Regions from separate parts of the Bombyx mori genome. Here region 2 is linked to region 1. A link is a contact called in public Hi-C data. All regions are on one chromosome and are shown on one strand. The core of a region is the stretch at or near the end of the contact, and the rest is flanking DNA. Distances in the headings are between cores, read along the strand shown.

Evidence for each region. A called contact is a pair of places that touch in the nucleus more often than the background predicts.
Region 2: a Hi-C map of posterior silk gland shows a contact between it and region 1, with 2.1 times the contacts expected there. The contact joins the promoter of LOC101743685 here to the promoter of LOC101744411 in region 1. A contact is called at or near these places in 2 of 7 Hi-C or Micro-C datasets (posterior silk gland and whole pupa).

The regions. Positions count from the first base shown.
Region 1 is chr13:10,602,404-10,609,720 of ASM3026992v2, forward strand. LOC101744411 (dynamin-1-like protein) reads right to left here and starts at 4,871. Exons shown (of 14, transcript XM_038015160.2): 1 at 4,597-4,871; 2 at 3,868-4,012; 3 at 2,153-2,361; 4 at 1,472-1,682; 5 at 1-82. The coding sequence starts at 4,698. LOC101744267 (TIP41-like protein) reads left to right here and starts at 6,574. Exons shown (of 6, transcript XM_038015018.2): 1 at 6,574-6,977; 2 at 7,051-7,208. The coding sequence starts at 6,963.
Region 2 is chr13:11,009,757-11,017,045 of ASM3026992v2, forward strand. LOC101743685 (histidine--tRNA ligase, cytoplasmic) reads left to right here and starts at 2,879. Exons shown (of 8, transcript XM_038014996.2): 1 at 2,879-3,189; 2 at 4,244-4,456; 3 at 5,089-5,310; 4 at 5,937-6,143; 5 at 6,750-7,044. The coding sequence starts at 3,097. It overlaps LOC101747178 (vacuolar protein-sorting-associated protein 36), which reads right to left and starts at 1,733. Exons shown (of 7, transcript XM_004927761.5): 1 at 1,506-1,733; 2 at 1,242-1,437; 3 at 131-492. The coding sequence starts at 1,601.

The DNA.
Region 1 (7,317 bases), core at 3,621-6,120:
TGTTGTGATCTATTTACGACGCCAATGATTCCTAGTTTAACCGGAATAACGCGCCCACACAGAATATCTATTGCATCAGTTCCTAAAAATAAATATATATATTAATAATACTAAAGCGAAACGTAAACAAGAATCATTATATTCATCATATCAAGAATTATTCTTATAAGGCCCTCATCGACATTTGATATGGCTGTTATTGTGGTAGCAGCTTGATTGGTATCTACAGTCAATTTATTTCTTTCTCAAAAGATTCGTTTATTTCTCAAAAGATTACAATATAATTAACACAGGAAACCATTCACTATATGAAAAATTTAAACAATTTATGAAGACAAGTAAACCTGAGTTTTTGAAACTGCAGGGAATTGGGATCTATATAAATTTATTCAATCACAGGGGTTATAATCTGAAAGCACGTAATCTCATGAGAATTATTGTTGTCTTTGTGTCCCAATGTTATTCGCTGAACTCCATATATGAAGTGTTAGAAGATTTACAAAGAATATTTTATACTGCAGTATTATATGTACATTTTTGGATTTTAAGGCAGTGTCTATTTTGTAAAAATTGCTTATAGGTATAACTATTAAATGGGTCGCCTGGTCATAAACCCCCATGGGAAAACGCCAACATCTTCTGTTTAGCTGCGAAGCTATGCAATATTATAAAGATTCCAACCTCATGTTTAAATGTGTTTTTCAGAATGCATATTGTGATCTATGGGCTCCGGTAAACATCTAACAGCAGGTGGGCCATTAGCTTCTTCACTATACAAAACAATAAAATACGAATTCTTATTGTTATTTTTCACTGTAGAGATTTTGAACCATACAGTATATAGTAGAACCGTATCTAACAAACAAAAACATTATATAATTAAAACTAGTTTCGGCGCTTCGAAAATTATAAACTGTAAAACTAATAAAATTAACTTGAGTCTAAGACAGTTTCAATTATGTCTAAAATCGAGAAAACGGAAGAATTTACTCTGATTTAATGTTTTGACCTTTTACAGCACAATAGGATTTTGTGGAATGCACTACCATTCTTGTATAATTGAGTTTCTCTGATGATGCCATGAAAATCTATTTAGAAAGTATTTAATTAATTATTGTGAGAATAGCAATCGTCATAATCGCCTACACCAAAATGTAGGCAAAAATGTATGTATTTAATTAATTTGCATAGTTAGAAAATTGATAAGTGTTATCAATGATTACAGTGTTTGATATTTAAAAAATGTAGTAAACTATTCAGGTTTAAATTTAAAAAAATGTTGTTTTTTAATAATAATATAATAGTAGTAATAATAATTATTTATTTATTTCTCTCTCTCTCTCTCTTTTTATATTTCAATTGACCTAATTGGGATCAGATCTTGTTTTACAAATGCTAAGCCACAAAGCAAATAATTTTCTATGCATTTATCAGTGGCTAATAAATGTAAGAAAGGTTATTAGTTTAATACCTGCATCCATGAGATCAAGTTTGGTGACAACAGCCAATGTCCTTCTGCCATCAGGGTCCACATCCTTAGCCAATTTGATGGCTTCACTAGTCGCCATGTCTGTATTAGCAGCTGTTACAGCTAATATAATGGAATTTGGGTTAGAGATATACTTAATAATAAGGTTTCTGATTTGGTTTTCTATGTCTTCTGGTTGATCACCTATTGGCACCTAAAAGAAAATTTAATTCAGTTTTTTTCTAATATTTTCTAATTTTGCAGTACTTTTATTCCTTTCAATTGTTGATTAGCAACCTGTCACATTAATATCCGAGTCTTCATTGATCAGACAAACAGTATGGAGATGCAGCAATTCTATGCCAAAAGTCAAAAGCACTATTTTATTTCTGCAGTGAATAAGTCAAGTACTTTAATCTGAAGGTGGTGATTTAAGCTTAATAAAGACTTAGTACCTTAAGATTAAAGTACGAGGGGCATACTTTAAAGCTTTACTATTTCTTGTTGTATGAATATCACTTTTTTAAATAACTGTATGTTAAAACAAAAAAAAACTAACTTCAACATTCTTGTTAAGTCAAAAGCTTAAGTTTTATTGTTTTAGATAGTGTTTTAGATTTAAATGTTCATCTCTTCCATTGAAATTTGATATATCGAGTTTTAACTGTAATGCAAGGAACTTGCCTTTGTTATACCGGGTAGATCGACTAAAGTAAGGTTGACAACTGTGGTTGAATATATTTTCAAGTTTATAGGTTCTGGAGATATTCCCTTGTTGCTGCCAGCCATACGGTCAGTTTCTCTTTCTATTTCTTGTCTTATCTCTTCAAAGTTTGTGTAAATTTTGTCTTTTGTGTGTAGGAACTTTCCCCATTCTTCTAGATTAAGAGTACCTGAAACAAAGTAAGAGGTTAGATGAACCATTTCAAAACATGCAACTTAAGATTTTAATTTTATCATAATACTCCAAAACCAGTATGTTTATTTTAGGTAAAATAATCTGTAGGTATGCCGTTACTGTATAAACAAAAAGTAATTATTAGCTTTGGCACTTTCAATAGTTACATATAATGTAATATAAAATAAAAATTGTGTAATATCCATTTTATATTTCAAAACTTATTATTACAAAAAAAATCATTTTTAAATATAGAAAACTTCAAACAATTCTTTTGCCGTGGCCTAATGGATAAGACGTCCGATGCATTTGTGTTGAGCGATGCACTGGTGTTCAAAACCAGTGGCGCATTTACGTTGTGGATGTCTATGGGCTCCAGTAACCACTTAACACCAGGTCGGCTGTGAGCTCGTCCACCCACCTAAGCAATAAAAATAAAATAAAAAAAATACCATGTATTATGTTATGATAAATAAGTTATTATTATGTTACATGAATATGAAACAATTCCGAGATTTGATATTAGTTGAAATCTATCTATCTCTTAGGTTTATGGCGTTTCCTTTTAGATTTCGCCAATTAGTTGAAATCTTTAGAATATTCCAACCTCAAAATACAAACCTGCTGAAAATATTGATTGAGTAATCTGTGCCATTGGATTCCATGACGCAGCTTCTTTATGTTGGGCTTTTAGTACTAAAATAATAGTTTTTCATTGATAGGTAAGTATCATGGATTGATTTTAACAAGAAAAGTAAATTTTGAACTTAATCATAATTAGATACCTAATTGTTGTGTTTTTGTTTTGAAAACATTTTATTTATGGTGCTACTCGATTAAAAACAATATTTTTTTATACTCCACACACTCTCAAATAATAGGACGTAGAACACTTTGTCAACTCAAAACAAGACCTTTATTGCTTTCTTTTAAATGTTTGGTTCTCGTGTTATGAGATTACCGAATACATTCACATATCCTATACCTAATAGGATGATAGATATGCTACACTTGCCCTACAAATAATCTGCATGTATTGAAGCTGTGAATAAGCAGGATGGATGTGAATAAGTGGCATGCAAGTCACCCATATTGGTCTAACTATTGCTGCTGAGTGAACATGGATCACAAATTGATTAAAATTTCTTATAAACATTTGAGGTAATGTGTTTGAACAGGGAATACTACACAAAAAAATTATATAATAAAGACTATTTGAGTCATTTTTTTTACTTTTGAAATTTGGAGTAATTATTAATTGCTTTGATATATGAATCTTTACAAATGATAACTGACAATGAAGATTTCTAGTTCAAGTATTCTTATCCTATTGAAAACAATATGAATAATTATAACGCAATAATATACAAATTAGTTGTGTTGACTGTTAATATGATTGTTAAGTTAATTTATGGCTCAATTTAGGTAATAATTTTAATCATAGTGATAGGTTCAAATGATGTATGAGCTGTTATTAAGCATTAACTGAGATGTCACTAACCTTCTTCAGCTGAGCGATGCTCTTTGCCTTCTTTTGGACTGTAGACTAACTGGAGAATGAGAGGACGCCGAGTGACTATCCCAGGACCCCGAGGCAGAAATGAGCGACCTACCAGGCTTTCTATCACTGAACTTTTACCAGAGCTCTAAAAATGCATAATTATTTTAAAAAAAAATTAAAGTAAGAAGAATTTACACCCATACTGAACAGATAATTTTTTATATCATTTTTTCTTATGATTAAAACTACGTTTCATGTTGCGTTTATTTATTGGCAATTTGCGACGGGCGACGGTCGTTCTTGTGGACAGTTTTTTAGTTTTTGTGGTTATTCTACAAGAACTGTAAAATACTCATTTCGTAATAGTTATCAAACTATCTAACTTTTTTTTCATAATAAAGAGTAGGTTTGCCATTCGATAAAACTAATAATTTGCTTTAGATTCGATCGAAGTCCATTTTTCCAAAGCAGAATAGGGTTCTTGTTGCAATTTATGTCTATTAAGACGTAAGCCATTCTTGCGTAGGTACATATTATTTCAATTCAATGAAACTGTACTACGGTCTTGGTCAATGACAACGTAGTTTAATTTGAATGAGGACAAAGAACTCTACTGACGTTTTTACATAACCACGACGATCTGTATGGCCTTTTATACCTTGTTAATAACAATGCTCAAAAATATAATAGTCTTGCTGAAATTCTAAAAGAATACTGGCCCAAATTTACCTGGGTTCCTAAAACAGCTATTTGGGGTAATTGAATGGCATCAGCTCCAACTGTATTGAACACATCTTGTAGTTTATTAATAACTGGTATAAGAGCTTCCATTATTTAAAAATATATAGGCACTTTTACAAATGCCTAAATCTAAGAGACACGTTGGTTTATCTGTTACGAAACGATAATTTTTTTATCAAAATTCAAAACAGACAGAAGACAGGCCAACCGGTAAAAGTCAGCCATATTGATTTTGTTAAAAATGAGGGATGCCTATTTGAAAACGATTTATTGAAGAATCGATTTTTTAAATAAGTTCGATTTTCTTTCAATTTACCAAAGAGTCGATTTCAGATAGGAGAAACAAATAAAAGACAATAATTTTGAAATTATTTTTTTGCTTTTTATTTGTTCATAATAAATAAATGTATTGCTTATTCAATAATTTATAATTGACTGATATTCAAATTTGTACTAAAGCCAACTAGGAACTGTCTGTTATGCTCTTAACCAATATGAGCCCAGTGGAATTCTCATGTTAAAGGAAAGTAGCAACAGTTCACACATATTTATTTAAAAATAGAAGAGCCAACATTAAAAAACACATTTCAAACGTGGCAAAGTAAAAATAATCATGCCAGTATTTTGTGAAAATTATTAAAATTTAAATAGATCTAAATCTAAGTTTAAAGATTCAATTATTGTATTTTTATAGCGTTGATGGTTGGACGAGCTCATGGCGCACCTGATATTAAGTGGTAACCGAAGCCCATAGACATTTACATCGTAAATGCCGCCACTCACTTCGAGACATGAATTCTAAGGTCTCCGTTTTTACAGTGCAACGGCTGCCCCACACTTCAAATCGAAATGCATTACTGCTTCACGGCAGAAAAAGGTGAGATGGTGGTGCTTACCTGTGCGGTCTCACTAGATGTCCTACCACTAGTAAATTCTCACTAAAAATGTGTGGAGGTATACGAGAAAGGGAAGATCTTCCACCAAGCGGGTGATATTGCTCGGTAGACCGACGGTCCCAAAATTTATATTTCGGAATTTGTATATAAGCAAGATAATCTTGAAAATATGGTAAGCGAGATTGAGGCATCTGTCGAATATTTTGTGTTCTGTGATGGCAACCACCACAAATGTGATCGAGAATTTAAGATTTGATTTGTCTGAGCTGATTTTTAAGTAGAAAAAATGGGTTGCCTGTAAAGTTGGCTTGCGGAAGATAGTTTTACGTGATTAGTACGTCATAAGAAACACTGATGAAAAATTGTATACTTTAATTAATTGAATTGAATTAATATCACTGAGTTATAATTTTTTATAAGGAATTAATTGAAAATTATTATTTTTTTCAATAAATTAACACTTGTGTCGATCGTACCTTTCTAACGGTAGTTTCGTTCTCTCGCTTGCACGTTCAGGCTCAGGCGGAACGTGTTACTTTTTCGTGTGTGCAGCCCGTTTTTATTGATTTATAAGACGTTATCACGTCAAAATAACATACAAGTTGATCATTAACATGACACAATAATATTTCAGGAACGCCGTGACATCTCTTTCATCAATGTAGGTTCAACGAGAGCATTTTATGGTAGGTAGCTGATTAGGTAGATGATGTTTCTACGACAGGCAGTGTCCGCGGGCGTCAGACCACTTTCCATCAAGTGGATTGTCTAATTAATCGCTTGTTAATACAAAAAGACACTAACACTAACTACATAGCCTTTTACATAGAAAACCTATTTTTTCTGTAAAGATAAATTCATGAAATTAACTGAAATTGAACTGAATAGGAGGAAATCAAGTTTTTTATTTATTAATTAATATTTTTAGCATGTGCTTCACTTATTGTAATTTATATTATGGTTGATTCCAATCGAAACAATAGCTTAGTGAAACTCGATTTTATAGTTTCTGAAAACGATTCACTGGGTCAACTGCTTGTTTACTATCGATTTTTTTTAAATTAGTTCTTCGAAAAGTAGATTTCAGACCACAGTCAAAAGAACTCTTAAATATTAAATGTGTATCTATGCTAAAAACTAGGTATAACACAATCAAAGACTTGACCTAAAGGTCTTAGTTACCAGGTCATAAAATCCCTTAAAAAATTATCACACTCATAATGACGTCCTACCGACTTAACTACTTATTGGTATAGAAATAAATACATAAATAAACACTAAATAGGGGAAACTGTGACCGAAAAAGTGTTTGGTGTATATTTTGATGTTTACTTTAATTTAATATAAAATGATTTAAATGCAATAACAAAGATTAAAGTGAAGCATCAAGTAATAATTACTAATAATTAACCAAAACTCTTGTTGTTTATCAGCTGAAAATATATCTAACGTGCCAAAATGTTTCGACCAGAAGTAAAGATCCTCAATTTACATAATGTATGATTATTGAAATAATTAAATTTTCTGACAGCCTCTTAACTTACAGGAAACAAATGTTGATGCCGGTCGTCATACGTCTAATTCGCAGTCCATTGAATTTGGTCCTTGGCATATTTCGTATGATGTCAGCCGTATACTACCCAGTATGTGTGCCACTAAGGTGGTTTGCGAGAGAGATGACGACCAATTTTGTCAGTTCTGCACGTAAGTAATAAGTAATCGTTAAATTGATTGAACTGAAATATAGAAACCGAATTGCAATGTTTGTATGAGTTTTCGTTGTTTCAATTATGGTTTTCGGTTTTACATTTGC
Region 2 (7,289 bases), core at 1,629-4,128, 410 kb after region 1:
CCATATGTTTATACTTTACAATTAGTAATTGTTTACATGAGACTTTCTTTTCTTATATTAACAAGTATTCTTAAAAAAGGATTCATGTGGATAAAATGAAATTATTATTATTATTATATTGTTTACATACCCTTATTTTTGTAGAAATATTCTTTGATAAAGATACCATTTCTTTTGCCTTCTCCATTAACTTAGTGAGGTCTTGAAACGCCACACTTATACTCTGATCTGTGGCTCTATGCTGTTCTTCTATACTTCTTTCAATTCCTACAATGCCTGACCTAATCTTAGAGTTTACAGCTGTGACTGTGGGTCTTGAGGCCGTTGTTGGGCTTGTAGCTGTTCTCGGAGTGTCAATTGGAGTTTGTCTTTCCCAAGCTTTGGCAGCAACAGCGTCACTTAAAGCTTTGTAAAAAGCAGTATCTACTCCATCTTTGAATGATAGTTTCACATAGTGAAATGGGCTCACTACTGCTGGACCAGGCCTTTTCCCTTAAATTATAAAGTTAATACTAAGTATTACACAAAATATTAAATTTTTATTATGATACCGATGTTTGTAAACACATGTTACAAATTTTAATGTATTTATTTAGAAAAATAAGGCACTTGCCTAATTTTAATACAGAATTTGAATGAACGCTACAAACACTTTTGAAGATGTTAAGATCACCATTCAAGTTAGTATTTCATTTCATTAAACACTCTATTTAATGTCTTGCAATTCAATGCCACATATAATCAAATTGGTTTATTGAACAATCACAAATATATGTAAATACATATTTGAAAGCAAATATTGAGTGGTTTGGAAAAGTGTGTGCATATTCAGTTCTAATAGGTTTTGATGAGATCTGATTTAGGCTAATTATTTAGCTGTCTTAACTTTGATATAGGCTCCGGTGACCACTTAAAACATGTGGGTCATGGCTTCTGGCATCTGCTCATAGAAAGTTATACAAACCTTTAGTCATTACCCCTAATCTTAAATACAGATTGCCTTGAGACAGGTTTATATTTATTATGAATTCAATTTAAAAAGAAAGAATGCTTACAATTTCAAAGATACTGAGCTTTTAAGCCTTGTCTCAAGGTAAGCAGCAAAATTTGCACAGTAGAAACCATGAGCCCGGGCAGGATCTTCATATCAAATGGCAAGTTCATTAGTCATTTTTCACTAATGAAAATCAAGCTTAATTTTTGATTTCATTGATAGCTTTAAAATATTTTTATTATTTTACCTGGCAGTGCAGGACCTAAATGCATTATTATTCTTTTTGGACCCCCAAGACCAAATACGCCACCACTTTCTTCTTCTAAACAAAACACATAATACAGATGGAGAGATAAACAAACTAAGCCTTTTGGTATATCTCCTGGTTTTCCCCATAGAAGTCTATGTGTTGTTAATAGAACTTCACCATCAATGAACTGGGTCTAAAAACGAAAACAATTGATTAAAACGCTTTTCAGTCTGTTTTCAAATTTAGTTTTAAAAATATCACCTTATCGTCACCATCGTAAATTTTAACATTTTTGTCTCGTTTTAAATAGTTTTCTCCATCGAATAATCTTGCCTCGATATACTCAAATCTGTCCATTACATTAAATTATTGATTGCTAAAATTAAATTTAATACACTGATGAAATAATAAACAACATTTATAGACCAAGGGTTTTTTTTTCTTTAAGTGATTTTATGACCTGGTAACTAAGACTTTTAGGTCATGTCTTATTTTAGTTTATACTCTTATTTTTATGAAAAATACTAATATAATATGGAGCGAAATGAAATGAAGATGATTAATTTGAGACATTAATCAACTGGGATGAAATTAAATGAAATGAGATGAGATGACATGGGATGAAATATAAATCTCAGTAAAATGGTGGTCATACTTTTTCTGTGGACTTTTTGAAGGATCCCGAGAAGTTACGTTCAGCGGCTTTGTTTCATTTTCATTTGTGCACTTTAACAGACTGATACTAAACAGATCATTTTATTCTTTATTTCTTTTTTATAAGCGCATTTTCATGGGTAATATAATATTGCTATGAATAAAAAGACTTAATAGTTCTAGATTGTTTGCTTCCTTGTCAGTATGTTTCTTCTATGCTATGCTTCTAATTTCCATTAGGCTTGGTAATGTTTCCTTCTTCTTTTCTTAAGTATGGCCATTGGCTTTTGACCATTGGCGACCAGAATAAAATCTTCCATTTTTAAATAAATATGTAATGAATTATTTTGAAACATGTTAGGAAGCGAAATAAGACTTTTTCAGTAGCTATATTGAAAGAAACTAGCCATGATCAGCGGCTTTCAATTGTATATTTGTGCATTTGCATCTTCATGCACTTTTGTGTTTTCACAAATGCTAAATAGTTCTTCTTCTTCTTCTTCCTAGTGGTACACTCTTGACAGAGCGGTATGACATTGGAGGAGACATCTCCAACACCACGGCGGTCTTGCATCCTGAGCGTCCACCTCTCAGCCCCATACAGAAAGATTGAAAAGATCAGGCATCTCATTAACAGAACTTTTCTGTTTTTGCTTATTCTGCGTCCTCTCCAAATTTTTGTTAGCCTCTTAACTGAGGATCTTGTCACGGCGCAATGTCTTCGGATCTCATCTTCCTTGCATCCTGCTATATGTTGGACTTCCGGCTGGTTGATGTTAGCACGATCTACGATCATCATTTTGGTCTTATCACGATTGATCGCAAGTCCAAAATCCAACGCTGTGGTCTCCAGCCGCCCAAGAAGCACCTCGATTTGACTGGTTGACACCGCAGGTACACTGGAGTGGAGGGTAGTATCATCAAATAGTTATAGACCACCGTAATGGGTTCCCGCCAAAAATCCATAGCAATGTCAAAAAGTAAAATAATCCCAATGTCAAGTGTCAAATACATAAAAATCTTGCTGAAACGAAATATAACCTATAAAATTTATTGGTTATGGTTGGTGTTAAAACAAAAAATGAAAGTAACCAAGCTGAAATAATTGACCTGCAATTTGCTATCTAACTACTGCACTTGCGCGCTTTAACCTTGAAAGTATAGTGAATTTTATTTAAACATTTAGATTTAAATCATAATGGCAGATTCTCAGGAAGATTTATTATTGAAAATTCAAGAACAGGGTGATCTTGTTAGAAAATTAAAAGCAGCGAAGGATTCCAATGAGAGGGTACGTGCCACATGAAAGTCTCAATCTTTACACGTACTTATTGTAATGTTACATCAGCCATCCTTTCCCTAACAGAAAATAAAATTTTCTAGGGAAAGGGCTTTAAAGAAGTATACAATTTTGAAGAAATTGACAAGCATTTAAGTCACTACAGCTATATTTGTGGCTATGTACCATCCAAACCTGATGTGGACGTAGCTAAAGCCTTAAAAAGCTTAGATTTTTCCAACTACAAATATATCAAGAGGTGGTGGAACCATATGCGGAGTTTCAGTGACACTGAAGTGTCACTTTTTCCGGATTTCCGGCAACCCAACTTTTTAAAATATAATAGTAAAAAAATATTAGAAAGTCAGGTTTGTGAGAAATCAATGTTGATTCTGAAATAGTTGCACCTTAGCTGTTTGTATGAACAGTGTAAGCAAAAGTAATTTTGTACACAATTAACGATATAATTTTGTTTATGAGTTAAATATTAGAGGACTAAATTAAATCACTCTTGTTTGACTGTTTACTTGTATGTATGTACATCAACTTGTAAACTCCTCATATGGTAATTTCATCATCAAAATAACAAAATATTCATCTTTTGTGTAATTTAATTGAATTCTTCAGTTTTTATGTTTTGTTTCCGGTTATAAGTACTAAAAAAGGTCTGGTGATGAAAATATCATTGTGGTGTTAAGTAAAGGGATATTATTGAAGCATGTCACACAAATTACTTACATTTTTTAAAACCCATGTAATGGCAAGACGATTATGCAATGCAGTTCAGAGAAACTGTCTGACAAAAAATGTTACAACATCATCTTGTCGCAAGGTATTGGAAAGTGCTTGATGCTCTTTGAGTTGCTAAATTTATAGGAAACTTAGGTTATACTTATTAACTTTGCTAGATTATTGTTAACTTGGCTTAAAAAAATATTTTTTTAAATGTAAATCAATAAGTAAGATTTTATTGTATTGTTAGTAATTAGTTTCTTTTCATGACCAATATCCAGTTTTATATCACAGAAAAAAATATTATAGTAATTTAAAAAAAAAACTTTTTTAGGTTAAAGAAGAAGTATCAAAGTTGTTGGCTTTAAAGGCTCAACTTGTAACAGAAGATGCAGGCCCACAAAAGTTTACTCTTAAAACACCAAAGGGAACAAGAGACTACAACCCACAGCAAATGACAATACGTAATAATGTATTGGATAAAATTATTACAGTTTTTAGGAGACACGGAGCTGAGTGTATTGATACACCTGTTTTTGAGCTAAAGGTAATTAAATTAAAAGTAATTGAAAATAGTTTTTTACATTACAAATCATTAATAATTAACTATAAATCATTTATTTTTAGTTGAAAGACGAGCTTAATTCTAATAATTGTTTTAGTTTGAGATAGTTTAATTGATCCAAATGGAATAAAATGTGTTTTTCAAACTTAAATGGACATAACTTTTTATTAAAATTATACTATCATACTATCTTACATACTACTTATTACATACTATCTATGAAATCATTTTATTATTGGTCAATTCAGGTACAGAGAATGGTTAATTTGAGTGAGGTTTTCCAAAATTTATGAAATCAAAGAACCTTAATTTATTAAGGATTAAAATGAAGAATAGAATATGAGTTATTAAGAACCTTAATTTATTTAATCAATATTTTAAGGACTGCTGATATAGCCTGACTGAATTGCTATTTTTTTTTAATTTACCGTTGTACTACAGGCATTACCAATGCTTATAAACATATATCTGTTTACCCTGTCTGCCACAACTGCATGTTCTTAAATAATAGATAAATAGACAAATAATATCAAAATGTTACTAATGAAAAGTAAAGCCATTTTTGAATTGCTTTAATTTAATTTTAGTTCAAATCTTTTAAATCATTTTTTTAGGATGTGCTTACTGGGAAGTATGGTGAGGATTCAAAATTAATATATGATTTGAAAGACCAAGGTGGGGAAATTCTTTCATTAAGATATGATTTGACTGTACCTTTGGCTCGGTATTTAGCAATGAATAAAATAACTACTTTAAAGAGATATCATATAGCTAAGGTGTACAGAAGAGACAATCCTGCCATGACTAGAGGAAGATACAGGGAATTTTATCAATGCGTAAGTATAAAATAAAATTTGATTTGGATTTATTTAACTATGGTCATAGATAACTCATTCATGCTTGTTCAAATTACAAATTAAAAAAGTGATAGTTTGAATAATTTCAATTTATTTTAAATAAAAAAAGAAAGCAATGAACACAATTTAAAATTACAAAAAAAAAAGATTTTAAAATATATTTTCATCCTTGAGCACGGATTATTTTTCTTACTTGGAAAAAAAGAAATAAAACAGTGTAATTTATGAGTTTTTTGAAAACCAATTGCATAATAATAATAAAGTAGTGCCCTTGTACTCTGTATCCTTATTGTTGTGTTTCTTCTAACAGCTGTGTGTACAAAATATATTAAATGATTGCAAATACATATAATTAGGTTTTAAAAAATACTTTTTTCTTTAATTTAATTCCGTGGTGTGGTGGTTTTTGGATCTTAAAATATGTATGGTACTTTGCAACTTGACAAAAAAGTTGTCTGTTGTCTTAAAGTTGAAATTTTTATTCCGATTTTCCCAAGAAGCCAGAAAATTAATCAGTTCGTTAAGGTTGTGGACAATGATTTTCGACTACTAAAATATTTTACCAGAATACTTTATCAACAATACAATTTACGTTTATTTTTTAGGACTTTGACATAGCTGGTATATATGATCCTATGGTACCTGATGCAGAATGCTTGAAGGTAGTGACAGAGATCCTAGAGGCTCTTGACATAGGACAATATATCCTCAAAGTGAACCACAGAAGATTACTTGATGGAATGTTTGAAGCTTGTGGAGTTCCCGCAGATAAGTTTAGGACCACATGCTCCACAGTTGATAAACTAGATAAGGTAAAGCATTAAAAGATACAAATTATAAATAAAACATACCTGTATATCATGCATAGTACAATAAATCTAGATTCATATAAAACAAAACAAAACTTATTGTAAAGCGCTAGGGCTACTAACTGCTTTAATGTCATTTCTGCAACAGTTTTATAGTCAACATGACAAGACTACATTTATCAAGAATATTCCCGATAGAACTACTCGTTTTGATAAGTGTTTTGGCTATTTGATAAAAAATGGCGTTGCACTTCCCCAGTGTTCTCGATATTACTAGTTCGTTAGATATTTGTTTCTGCTATTTGATGACAGATGGCGTTACTCTTACCCGCATAACATTATTTTAAAATCAGTCTGCTATAACTAAAATAATTGTAAGTCAATAAGGATTTACAGATTGTAGGCCCTCAGGCTAAAAAATAATAATAAATATAATCCAAAAGTGAATGTAATTGATATGTTGAGACAGTCTCAAGTTTGAATGTAGTGATAATATTCTGTAGACTAAGTCAGGTGAGTTGTAAGCTCATTCACTCACTTGCACCTAAACAATAAACCTTAAAAAAGTGCATGCAATTTTGGGTATTAATGTCAATTTATTCATTTTAGTCACCATGGGAGGAAGTAAGAACCGAAATGATTAATGAAAAAGGTGTGTCACCTGATGCAGCAGACAGAATTGGAGAGTATGTACGCTTAAACGGTAGCACGGAACTGGTAGAGAAACTATTGAAAGATGAGAAATTATCTAAAGTAAAGGCTGCATTAGAAGGTGTAGAAGCAATCAAAACTTTGCTACAGTATTGTGAACTCTTTGGCATTAAGGATAAGATTCTGTTTGATTTGAGTCTTGCCAGAGGATTAGATTATTACACTGGTGTTATCTATGAAGCAGTGCTTACACGTAAGTTTAATTCATAATGAAAATGTTTTGATTGAAATCAAATACTACTTTTCTTGTTTTTTGAATTAAAATTGTAATGGTGGTGCTAATAAAGCCGCACAATAATAATTACGTTTAGTCTTAAGCCACAATAACCCATCAATAACTAAACATTAAGAAAGTTTGCATTACATTGGCCTTTTTATGTAATAACTTTTTAAAGATAAGTTGATAAATGAATGGCGTATTATCCTTTTTTTATTAAA